Linked DNA regions of Sus scrofa: region 1 is linked to region 2. A link is a contact called in public Hi-C data. All regions are on one chromosome and are shown on one strand. Each heading gives the region's core, a stretch centred on a gene start, on an enhancer-like site or on the middle of the called end of the contact. The rest is flanking DNA. Distances are from core to core; before and after follow the strand shown.

Evidence for each region. Hi-C and Micro-C count contacts between places; a contact is called where the count stands out from the background.
Region 1: a Hi-C map of skeletal muscle shows a contact between it and region 2, with 2.8 times the contacts expected there. The contact joins the promoter of SYDE1 here to the promoter of RAB8A in region 2. A contact is called at or near these places in 3 of 47 Hi-C or Micro-C datasets (brain, heart right ventricle and skeletal muscle) and 1 of 2 datasets of contacts at active chromatin or transcription factors (alveolar macrophages).

Annotation. Positions count from the first base shown.
Region 1 is chr2:62,449,983-62,455,875 of Sscrofa11.1, reverse strand. SYDE1 (rho GTPase-activating protein SYDE1) reads left to right here and starts at 1,932. Exons shown (of 8, transcript XM_003123426.4): 1 at 1,932-2,146; 2 at 3,743-4,084; 3 at 4,186-4,830; 4 at 5,011-5,225; 5 at 5,872-5,893. The coding sequence starts at 2,059.
Region 2 is chr2:61,447,613-61,453,577 of Sscrofa11.1, reverse strand. It overlaps RAB8A (RAB8A, member RAS oncogene family), which reads left to right and starts at 3,227. Exons shown (of 8, transcript NM_001243802.1): 1 at 3,227-3,375. The coding sequence starts at 3,252.

The DNA of each region.
Region 1 (5,893 bases), core at 683-3,182, 1.0 Mb before region 2:
CTGCACTTGTGGCATATAGAAGTTCCCAGGCTAGAGGTCAAATTGGAACTACAGCTGCTGGCCTATGCTTATCTAGAGTTTCTGATTGCTGGGAAAAAATCATAGCCAATGGTGAATTAAATGAGCTGCATGTAACCAAATAAATGCAACAGGAAAAGTACAGAAACCCTGTCAAAAGGGTTTACCAAAAAATAAATATTGAGGAGTTCCCGTTGTGGCTCAGTGGTTAGTGAACCCAACTAGCACCCATGAGGATGTGGGTTTGATCCCTGGCCACATGAAGGCACTGCATGTACAAAGAGCCTGGGGCAGAAATAATTTGATATGAAGGAGAACCAGAGATGAGGTCATGGTGAGTGACAGGGACAACAAAGGAGACAAGGCCAGAAGTCTTGTTGGGACTGGATTTTATTTATAGGAATCTAGATTTTATTTTAGGTGGGGTGAGCAATTATAGGAAGACTGTTCGGCATGGATGTGCCATGATCTGAGTTCAGGTTTTTAAGTCCACTCTGAATATTGCATGGAGATTGGAATATACAAGTGAGGCAAGTTAAATTTTCCAAATGGCTACAATAATATCTGCCATCCCACATTCTCTCACACAAGAATGTTACAAGGTCACATTGACACATAGCCCACTGAGAGAGGTGCAGCCTATGACCCCTCTCCTTGAATCTGGTGCGAGAAGTAACACAGTTTGGCACTCAAAGCTGATTCAGCAAAGGTAATGTCTTGTTCATTTTGGATTTTTTTCTGCCTTGCCTGTGGCATGCAGAAGTTCCTGGGTCAGGGATGGAACACACATCACAGCAGTGACCAGTCATAGCAGTGACCAGAGCCACAGCAGTGACAAAGCCAGATCCTTAATCCACTGCACCACCAGGGACTTCCTGCCTTGTTCTTTTTTTTTTTTTTTTTTTTTTTTTTTTTTTTTTTTTTAGGACCACACGCACAGCAAATGGAGGTTCCCAGACCAGGGGTCTAATCAGAGCTATAGCTGCCGGCCTACGCCAGAGCCACAGCAAGGCCAGATCCAAGCCCCATCTGCGACCTACACCACAACTCATGGCAACTCCGGATCCTTAACCCACTAAGCAAGACCAGCAATCAAACCCACAACCTCATGGATTCTAGTCGGATTCACTTCCACTGCGCCACGACAGGAACTCCCTGCCTTGTTCATTTTTGAAGCTTCGGTAGATAAGCAAGAAGCCCAAATACTCTTGACTATTGAGCTGCTCGAAGCCCCCAATTCACATGGAGAAGCATGTGTAGGTGCCCTATTCCACAACCCCTATAGAGGTCCAGCCCACACCTGGCATCAATTGCAAGATCTGTAAGTGAACATTTTTCCAGGTGATTCTGGACCCTCACTTGTTGAGTAACCCCCTAAACCTCAAAATCTTTCCAACTGAATAGAAACAATGTTAGCTCACATTTCTGACCCACAGCATGTGTGAGCATCATGAAACTCTGTTTCACACCACTAAGTTTTGGGATGGTTTGTTAAACAGCAGCAGTAATTGGAATTGCCGGGGGCCGGTTGAGGGGAGGAGAACTGGGTGGAGGAGACAGGCACCGCAATGGCATCAGGAAACTAAGGAAATGGCCATGTCTTCAAAAACTGAGAGGTGCCTAGGGCTTGCACCAGGCTAGAACAGTGGATGGGGGGAAAGAAAAGGGATAAGTGCCCGATGAATTTTGTAATAAACCCAAGAGAACTTGCTGTAGGCGGTCATCAACAGAAGATGGATACGAGGAAAGATGAGGGCCTGGTCCTGCTCTACAATATTCAGTTGGAGCCCAGGAGGCAGCACAGAGCCCCCATTCACTCCCCTCTCGGCCCCAGGCGACTGACTACATATCCCAGCATCGCCCGCTCAGGCCGCGGGAAGGGGAAAGAAAAAAAAAAAAATTGGGGCCAAGCATTCCCGGAATGCGCTTCCTGCTGCCGCTGGACTGGGGGCGGGCGGGGAGGCCCAGGCGGGGCGGGGAGGGCGGGGGGCGGCGCGGCCCGAGCCCGGGGCGCGCACTCCGCCCGGCCCGGGCCCCAGCATGGCCGAGCCGCTGCTCAGGAAAACCTTCTCCCGCCTTCGGGGCCGGGAGAAACTTCCCCGGAAAAAGTCGGACGCGAAGGAGCGCGGTGAGAGGGGAAGGTGGAGAAGAAGGGGCGCCAGACCCCATCTGGCCTGGGAGGGGGTGTCCCGAGGCCCCAAGGAGGGACCACTGAGGGGACTGGGGAAGCCCAGCGGAGCCCCCTGCGGGCCGGGGTTGGGGGCCGGGGTAAGCAGGGGTCCTGGAAGTAACGGGCTGGGGGGAGAGGGGGCGCGGACCGTTATGTGCGCCTGGCCAGGGATGCCAGCGCTGCGTGCTCCTTGGGAGGCCCTGGAGGGGGCCTCACCCCTGACAGGAAATGGGGCCGAGGCGGAGCGCCTGGAGAGTGGAGGGGAGGAGGAGGTGGGAGGCTGAGAAACTGGGGTTTAGTCAAGTCAAGCAGGGAATACCCTGAGCCCTAGAGACCTGGTATAGGGTTGCCAGGCATACTCTTGCAGAGGAGGGAGAGAGGCGGTTCATCAAGCATGGTGGCCACCCCCTACCACCGTCCTCCCCCAACCGCCCCCGCCCCCCGCGACCTATTAACCAGTGACTGCAGCTGAACCCACCTAAGGCAGCCCCAGGAAACTGTCCCCTTTATACAGATGGGGAAACTGTGGCACAGAGAGGTTGAGTAATTTACCAGTGCCAGTGAAGTGATTTAACAGCTCTTTGGACTATGCTACTAAATGAAACCTCCAAGGCTGAGTCCTGGGGAATAGAAATCTGAAGTGACCAGAGGAGGGAGTCCACAGGCAAGACCTTAAAGAAATGGGAGCTGTGTCAGACAGGAAGTCCCAGGAAGGAAGGAGTTAAAGGAGGGGGTGCAGAGGACTGCATGGATCTGACCTCCCCCCCAGCCCTTCCCAAAGATTCCCAAGGTTCCCAGAGCAAAGGGACAGGGGTGCCCACGCACAGAAAAACACAGGAAACAGCTCGAGATGTCAGAAAGGGGAAGATGAGGGGGGAGGGAGGTCAAGGCATTGACCATGGAGGCCTGGCCTGGGCTGAGAGACAGGACCCGCTCCAAAATGCAGGCAGAGTTTGGAACACAAGCAAGGAGTTGGGGAGTGACATGCTGCAAGTAAGGGAAAACACAGCAGGCACTCTTGCTCTTATGCCTGCTCTTGTCTTCCAAGCAAGCTAGCCAGCGTCCACTGTGGACTATGGGTTTGACCAAGATGTGAGTGCCTGGGAAATGCTTCCCATGCTGAGCTCCCCAAAGCCTCCCTGAAGGGAGCAACAAATCCCTGCATTTCACAGGAGGAGACACTGAGGCTCAGAGATCGAAAGTGACTTACCCAAAGCCACCCAGCAAGAAGGGATGGGGCAGACCTCCATGCCAGAGTTAATGAGAGGCAAGGGGAAGCAGACTGGGGAATGCAGAACCCAAGCACAAAGAAACCCCACTGGACCGCTGAGGCTGGAGGGCAGAGGGACAGAGTCCTTTTTGGGATGGGGGGTAGTGTGCAGCTCTAAGCTGGTAATGAGATTGCTGGCCTGTTGCCACCCATTCTAAATGAATGTATAGACTGTCAGAGCTGAGTGCACCCCAGCCCCAGCCCCTGCTGGGAGAAGAGCCCTGGACTGGGGCTATTCTGGGGACAGTGGGAGGCTGGGTCTCATTTCCTTTGCACTTTACCAGGCCGCCCAGCCCAGCGCCAGGAGCCTAGCCCTCCAGAGCCAGAGCCCCAGGCCCTGGAAGGATCCCAGCCTGGAGCAGAGGGGCCTCCCAGCCCCGAAGAATCTCGTAGCCCGGCTCGGGGTGCCTACCTGCAGAGCCTGGAGCCCAGCAGCCGCCGATGGGTGCTGGGTGGGGCCAAACCACCGGAGGAGGCTGCTTTGGGGCCTGGGGCACCTGGCAGTGGAGAGCCTGCTGGTGAGATCTGGTACAACCCCATCCCTGAAGAGGACCCCAGACCTCCGACAGCTGAGCCCCCAGGGCTGCAGCCAGGCTCAGCTGAGCCAGAGAGCCTGACTTCCCCAGGTGAGCACAAGCCTCATACCCTGGAACCCCTAAGATGGCTACTAGCCCCACCCCCATCCCAAACTCAGATTTCTGGAGCCTGAGTTCTGCCTTCCCCACAGGCACAGCCCCTGCCAGTCCCCCAACCAAAGCCTCCCGCACCAAGTCTCCTGGCCCAGCCAGGCGCCTCTCAATGAAGATGAAGAAGCTGCCCGAGTTGCGGCGCCGCCTGAGCCTGCGGAGCACCCGGGCTGGCCGAGAGCGTGAGCGGGCCGCCCCAGAGGGCTCAGTCATCAGCCGTTACCACCTGGATAGCAGCGTAGGAACCCCGGGGCGGGCGGCAGTGGCTGAGGGCGCACGGGGCCTGAGGGCTGGTTACCTCAGTGATGGCGACTCACCCGAGCGCCCAGCAGGGCCCCCATCACCCACTGCCTTCCGCCCCTATGAGGTGGGCCCATCAGCCCGGTCGCCCCCGGCTGCACTCTGGGGCCGCCTCAGCCTGCACCTGTACGGGCTGGGGGGGCTACGGCCAGCACCTGGGGCCACTCCACGAGACCTCTGCTGCCTGCTGCAGGTGGATGGGGTGGCGCGGGCCCGAACGGGGCCGCTGCGTGGGGGGCCAGACTTCCTGCGTTTGGACCACACCTTCCACCTTGAACTCGAGGCTGCCCGGCTGCTGCGGGCCCTGGTGTTGGCATGGGACCCAGGCGTTCGGCGGCACAGGCCCTGCGCCCAGGGCACTGTGCTGCTGCCCACAGTTTTCCGAGGTAGGACGAATGGCTGCAAGGGAGGAGGGGTAGGGCTCAGGATCCAGCTCAGGGCTCCCTCCTTCCCCCAGAGAGCCCAGGGTACTAAGCCCAGGGTAGGGGCGTGGCTTGAAATAGGGGGCTAGGGCACAGGAGCCTGTGGTGGCACACCCCATTTAGGAGGCCCCCTTCTGTCTTCAGGATGCCAGGCCCAGCAGCTGGCCGTGCGCCTGGAGCCCCAAGGACTGCTATATGCCAAGCTGACCCTGTCAGAGCAACATGAAGCACCAAGCACAGCTGAGCCCCGTGTTTTCGGGTTGCCCTTACCACTGCTGGTGGAGCGGGAGCAGTCCCCAGGCCAGGTGCCCCTTATCATCCAGAAGTGTGTCGGGCAGATCGAGCGCCGAGGGCTGAGGGTAAGCCTCTCACCCCACCCTAACTAGCCCCCAAACCCACCCACCCCCTCCCAGAACACCCAGGGTACAAAAGCCGGGCTTCACCCTACCCCATCTGGGGAACTCCTAGCTCCAGTCCCAGCCTAGACAAGGGCAGCAGCCTCCCTTTGCCCCAGACCCTAGCACCTAGCCCATAATTCATGGGTCATCTGTTCATTTAGTAATACAGGATTCCAGCCCTTCTGCAGCTCTGAGCCTGATGGGGAAAAACATATGACTCCAGTAAATCACACATGTAAAACTGTGTCTGGGATAAGAGTGAAGAAGCTGGGAAAGCTTAAAGCAGGGCCTGACCTGCTGTTTGGGGTAGTCAGGGAGGGCTTTCCAGAGGAGGTGACAAGTAAGCTGAAAAGGAGTCAGTTTCCTGAGTCAAAGTGGGTGTGGGTGCCAGGACAAGTCATCCAGAGGATTTACAGGGCCAGGTTGTCCAGGCAGCCATGTAGGTCCCCCATGACAGGTGTCAGAGTACCAGGAAGGTAGTCAGTGAAGCCAGCCCCCAATCTCTCAGTCCATTGCCACACTGACCTAGACCTCTGGCCCTCACCCCATAGGGCCCTGATCAGTCTGTGGCCCTGATAAGACATCTCCTATCTGCTCCTACCCCCAGGTAGTGGGGCTATACCGTCTGT
Region 2 (5,965 bases), core at 1,978-4,477:
TGTTACAGGTAGGAGCCCTTTGCCTTAGTAAATCAAATCTCCTGTCCTTTGTTATCCCCAATCCTACCTAAGCCAGACTAAAAGAATGAGTAAAATTTTAGCAGACCAGATAGAGCAGGAAAGATGGTCCCTGTGCTTGAGTAAGGTCCCTGTGCCTGGGTAAGGTTTTCTCTGTGTTGCATTTACAAAGGGAAGAAGTAGGAAAGCTAGAAGGTAGGTGCAGTCCACACTGATGAGAGCCTGAAGTTAATTTGGTCAGGAATGAAGAGCCACTGATCAATAATCAATAAATTAAATAAATACATTAGGAAAATCCACTTAGCATTCATTCTGAGGAAGGTCTACAGAATGAAGACCTTGAAGAGTCAACAGACTAGAGGTAAGAAGATCAGTTAGGAAGGTATTTCAGTTAATCCAGGTATATGCTGACATACTGGAAGAAGAAGGAAGAAGTGATCTGAAGGAAAGTAATCTTAAGACTTAGCTTACTAGATGGCAAGGACTCCAAGAAGAAAGTGCCAAAGATGACTGCAGTTTCACTACCTGAATTGCTTTGATATTTGCCTTCAAATATGATTTTGGGAAAGGGAATTAGGGAACTAAAAGAAGAACTGAAAGCCTTTAAAACATTAAACAATTTTTTGTTACCAAGTCCAACTAAAAACATTTACTTCATTTTAATTCAACATTTAACTGACACTGTGAGCTTGCTGATATGGTAGATGCAGGGAATGTCTACGAATAAAGTATAATGCTTCCCTTTAAGTGCCCTACCATTGCTAGACTGAAGTTCCTCCTCTCCCCACTGCCTTGGGCTGTAATCTAATCTCAGTACACTGTTTTAGTCATCCTTGTGCCTCAGTACCGAATGTAAGTATTTAATGTTTGTTAAACTAACCTGTCTCTGCTCTTGGGGTGTTCCCAATCCCATGAGGTGTGGGTGGGACAGAGGGTGAGGTTAGGACCAGGTTGTGAGGACTCTGCCCCGCCAGTAGACCCTGTTTTAGACTGAGCACACTGCAGGGTGTAATCTGGATTAGTGAATGATCAGGGAGACCAGTGGAGAGATGTGATGATCTGACAGGCATTAGAAACAGAAGAGCAAGATTCAAGAGCTATTTAGAACCTCCTTAAAAAACCAGGATGAGTTCCCATCATGGCACAGCAGAAATGAATCTGACTAGTATCCACGAGGATGCAGGTTCAATCCCTGGCCTCCCTCAGTGGGTTAAGGATCCAGTGTTGCTGTGAGCTGTGGGTGTAGGTCACAGATGTGGCTTGGATCTGGCATTGCTGTGGGTCAGATCTGGCATTGCTGTGGCTGTAGTGTAGGCCAGCGGCTACAGCTCCAACTCGACCCCCTAGCCTGAGAACCTCCATATGCCTCGGGTGCGGCCCTAAAAAAAAAAACATAAAAATAAAAAACAGGATGAGAGGGATGAAAGAAAAGTGTTGGAGATGACTTGGGTTTCACTTGGTAATTAAAGACAAGCTAGTGTGAGTAGATGACAAATTCAGTGGAGGACATGATGAATTAAAGTATCTGACAGATCCAAAAGCAGGCACCCTGAAAGCATTCGGGACATGGAGTAACAGCTGGACTATGGGTTCTCTAAGAACTGAGAATCACCAGCATGGAGATGGTAGAAGCCACGGGAGTGAGTAAGATCACCATGAAAGCAAGAACAGAGGTAGAAAGAACCAAGAGAAACACCAATATCTAAGGGAAGAGCAAAAAATCCCAAAGTAGACTGCAATGGAACCTTAGAATTAGAAGCAGCACCCTGAGAAGGTAAATAGAGGGAATAAAAGAAGCAGGCAAATAACATGGGAAGAGTACAAAGAAAAAGATCTGTGAGAGGAGGTGGTCAATAGTATCAAATGCCACAGAGGCTGAATGCAGCCAGGTGGTCATTGCCTCTGGTTGGTTGAAGCTTTTCCTAACCAGAGCCAGATTAGCCAAAGAATGTGAAGTGGGACAGTGAGGAGAGGCAGCAGTCATCTTTTGTCAAGATCCTTGGGAAGCCTCCAGGCCTGATAGCCCAGAGTGACACATGGCGGTGAGTCCACCCAAGTGATGTGGCTCATCCCTACCACGCAGAAAACTATCTGATCAAGACCTTAGCCTCTGAAGCTGTTCGGTTTGAGTTCAAAAACCAATTTATCTGGTTAAGAGCCTGGGAAAGTCATTTAACCTCTCAGTCTTGTTTTCTCACCGTAAAACTTGGTGGGGGGAAGCGTGAACACACACAATAATACCTACCTCGGTGGGTTGGGGTGTGGACAAAATATTTTATAAATTTTTTTATAAGTGCTGACAACACTGGCAGGCACAGAACCAAAAGCTCTTTAGTATTCCCTCTAATTCTCACTATCCGAACTCTCTCGGCGGGTTCCAAGGCTCCAGGGTGCAACTCAGACGGCTGACTGGGTCGCGGCGGGAGAGGCTCTGGGACAAGTCCTGGGCAACCTCTAAATAGATCCAAGGGAGCATCCTGAGGAGTCCTGCGGACCTCGGGGCGCAGCTTGTGGCTGAGGCCTGGGTGTCTCTAGGAAGATCCGCTGGCCAGCGTCAAGGCCCCGGAGCAAGTCTCGAGGGGGCCTCGTTTCGACTATGACGGTACTTCTGCTCTCCTATCTCTTCGGCTCCGCCCGGTCTGACACGGAAGCCTGCAGACCGCACCACCACCGCCACGCCACATTCCCGCGCTGGACCCGACGCTAATTGAACTTGCTCCGGCCTGGAACAGCAAGAGCCAGAGAACACCCCCACCACCCGCGTGCGCCCTCTGCTGGCACACTACGGCCTTCCCGGCGCGCTTGCGCACGCTCCCCAGACCCCGCCCCAGCTTGAGGGCGCGCGGAGCCGTTGGCCCAGCTGCCCGCCCTCCCCCTCCCATCGGGGGGCGTGGCCGCCCTAGAGTCAGAGGAAGAAGGCGGGGACACAGAGATGCCATGCCCCAGCCTTGTCCCCATTTGAAGCCCCTCGACTCCTCACCACTGGCCAATCGCAGTCCGCCCTGTCCTGAGCGCCGGCCAATGAGCGGCGCCCTCAGGCCGCTTCCGGCTCTGCGCCCTGCTCGCCCCTTCCCCACGTCTTCCTGAGACGGGCGGGGCGCGGGGGCGGGCGTCGGCCGCGGTGACGCGCGGCGGGCCAGGAGCCAATGGGGGGCGGGATCGGCGCTGATGGACTGGGCCAGGGGCCAGTGGCGAGGCGCTGGCCGCACTTCCCGTCGGGGAGAGAGTGTAATATGGCGAAGACCTACGATTACCTGTTCAAGCTGCTGCTGATCGGGGACTCGGGGGTGGGGAAGACCTGTGTCCTGTTCCGCTTCTCCGAGGACGCCTTCAACTCCACTTTCATCTCCACCATAGGTAGTGGGGCCGGGAGCGCGGAAGGCCCAGGCCGGGCTCTCACCCTGAGGGCTGGGACTGAGGGAGCTGCTGAGCGGGATGGACCCGAGATCTGAGAGGGTCGAGAAGGCCGGAGCGGGAAGGAGCAGTAGCCTGCACCGCCCTTTGGGGGTTCCTGGGCCATGGGGCGGGGGTGAGGGTCAGGTACCCAATTTGCAGATGGGAATACTGAGGCCCCAATCCTCAGCCTACTTGTCAGGGAGTGTATGTCCTGGACAGAGTCTTGGCGCCCTGTCATCTTGTTCTTGCATCGGCCCTCGAAGCAGTCTTTGGGGTCTTTGACTTATAAACGTAGAAATGTGGAGTTGTCCATGGGGAAAGGACAGTGACAGGTGACATCTAACTTTATTGAGCTTTTATTGTGTGTCAGGTGCTTTACGTGCATGATCACACTTCCTGGTCCTCTGTGTCAAGTGCTGTTATGAGTTACTTTCACAGAAGAGGCATTTGAGGCTCAGGGAGACTGTACTTGCCCAAGGTCACACAGTCTACTGGTGGCAAGGATGGTATTTGTACCCAGGTGTGTTTGACCCCCCAAACTCAAGGCTCAACCGTCCCAGAGAGATGTGAGCACTCACTCCCCAGGACAAGCATAGCTGATCCATGTCTAAGCCAGGACTCCAACCCAGACCTCTCCTGCTCTTTTATAATGGAATATTCAGGGGTTGAGCCCCCTCCCTGATCCTATTTCCCCTAGAGATGAATTTCTTCTGGAAAGAATGATGAGAGGGAGTCCAGAGACTTTCCTTGCCCAGCTTTCCATCCCACTAGAGGGTAACAGAAATGGCAAGTGACAGCTGTCTGCCCTGGGACCTGTCATCCTGAGGAGATGCCAGATAAAAGCTTCAGCTTAGAAACCAAAATCAGCCACTGCCACAGACAGCCCCAACTTCCCTATCACTAGGGCCAGGACACCAGTTGTCACTTTGCAAAACAGCCTTGCCCACAGGGCCAGCCCACACTGTGGTTGAACAGAACTGACCTGTTGCTTCTCAGTTCTGACATCCACAAAAAGTGGGAGCTGACTTCTCACCAGAAAAAAGGCCATTGCCTGCATGAAAAGGTTTGACTGGGAAGTAACACCCATCAGGCAGAGTGGCCTCTAAGCTCTGCAGCCCTGCTCTGGATGGGGAAGCAGAAGAATGGTCACCAAGCCCAGGGGTTAGAAAAAAACTAGGGAGTAGGTGTTGCTTTACCCCAGTGTATGTTATCTCCCTGAACCCCACAGTGAGCTGCTAATTCCATCCTTGCCAGCCTCCAAGAGCTGCACTTTGCAAGATACTTAGGTGCCAGATGTAAAGAGAATTGGACTAGAACTCATCATGCCTGTTTCCCAGCTGCTGTTCGTCCTTTAACAAGCACTTTGCCTCTCTGAGCCGTAGGACTAGTGTTCTTTGCCTTGGCCAGTACCCTGGATGGTTGAGGATCAGAACTGTATAATGATAAGGGGGTTGTCACCACTGCCAGAGGAAGGAAGCAGAATGTCTCTTATAATGACAGTATTCTTCCCTGGGCACAGATGTTTCTGATTCCTCCCCTTCCCTAACTCCAAGGTCAAATTTTGGGGTAACCCTTCCATCCCCACCTATCAGGAAGTGATATCAACTCCTGGTAGACTGCAGCTCACCCTCAACCCAGACTTCAGTTTCCCAGAGTCAGAACCTTCCTAGTGAGATCAATTCGGAGGTTGAATTTTTTTGTTGGGTTTTAAATTCTTGACCACAAAAGCAAGGCTAGCCCTTTAGGGCTCTGAGAAGGCCGGCCTCCATTTCCAGATGAGGATGTAATTTGGGCAAGGTCATCTAAGGAGGTGGATGTGACACATGAACCCAGAATCCCTCTCTCCTACCCTGATATTCTCATTATATTTGTAAACTTCCTGCAGGCCTCTGTCTTCTAGGAAAGTTTAATTCCCTTTGACCTTGAAGTTATGGCCTCATAACTCTTGGGCCTCATAAAGTTTACACTTCCTAATTAAATTTGGTGTGTTAATAAACCCCAGGAGGAGGGTAGGACAGAGTGATGCTTTGGGCTCTGTTCATTGAACAGAGCTTTTGACTTTGTATGTCCCTATGCCATCTGTCACAGGAGTGGGGATGTTTTAGGAAGAGTTAACACTGCGCAGCTTAGTCCTGAAATACAACCTAATGCATAGAGGCTATTCTCTATCGGCACTGAGCGTACCTCTGAATTTTCTTTATAGATCAGAGATTAAGTGACTCTTCATTTTGTGCCCAGGTTATGTTTTGCCAAAGACTGTTCTCAAGAGCTCCATCGATCATTTGTGGTGTGAACTTGGCCCGGTGGCTCCTAGAGTCAGCTCTCCCTAGCCTGGCTCAGCCCCCATCTCCTCCTCTGGGCCTTGTTCATTCATTCCTTCAGGGAGACAGATGATGTACTTGAAAGTGCTTAGTAAATGGTGCAGCACCACATAGATCCCATCGCTCTTTATTCTTGCATCCAACCATCTTTCCACAGTGCCCACTGCGTGCCAGGCACCCGCCTCAGTACAGGGGTTGCAGGAATGACTTGGATGAATCGGGGGAAGCAG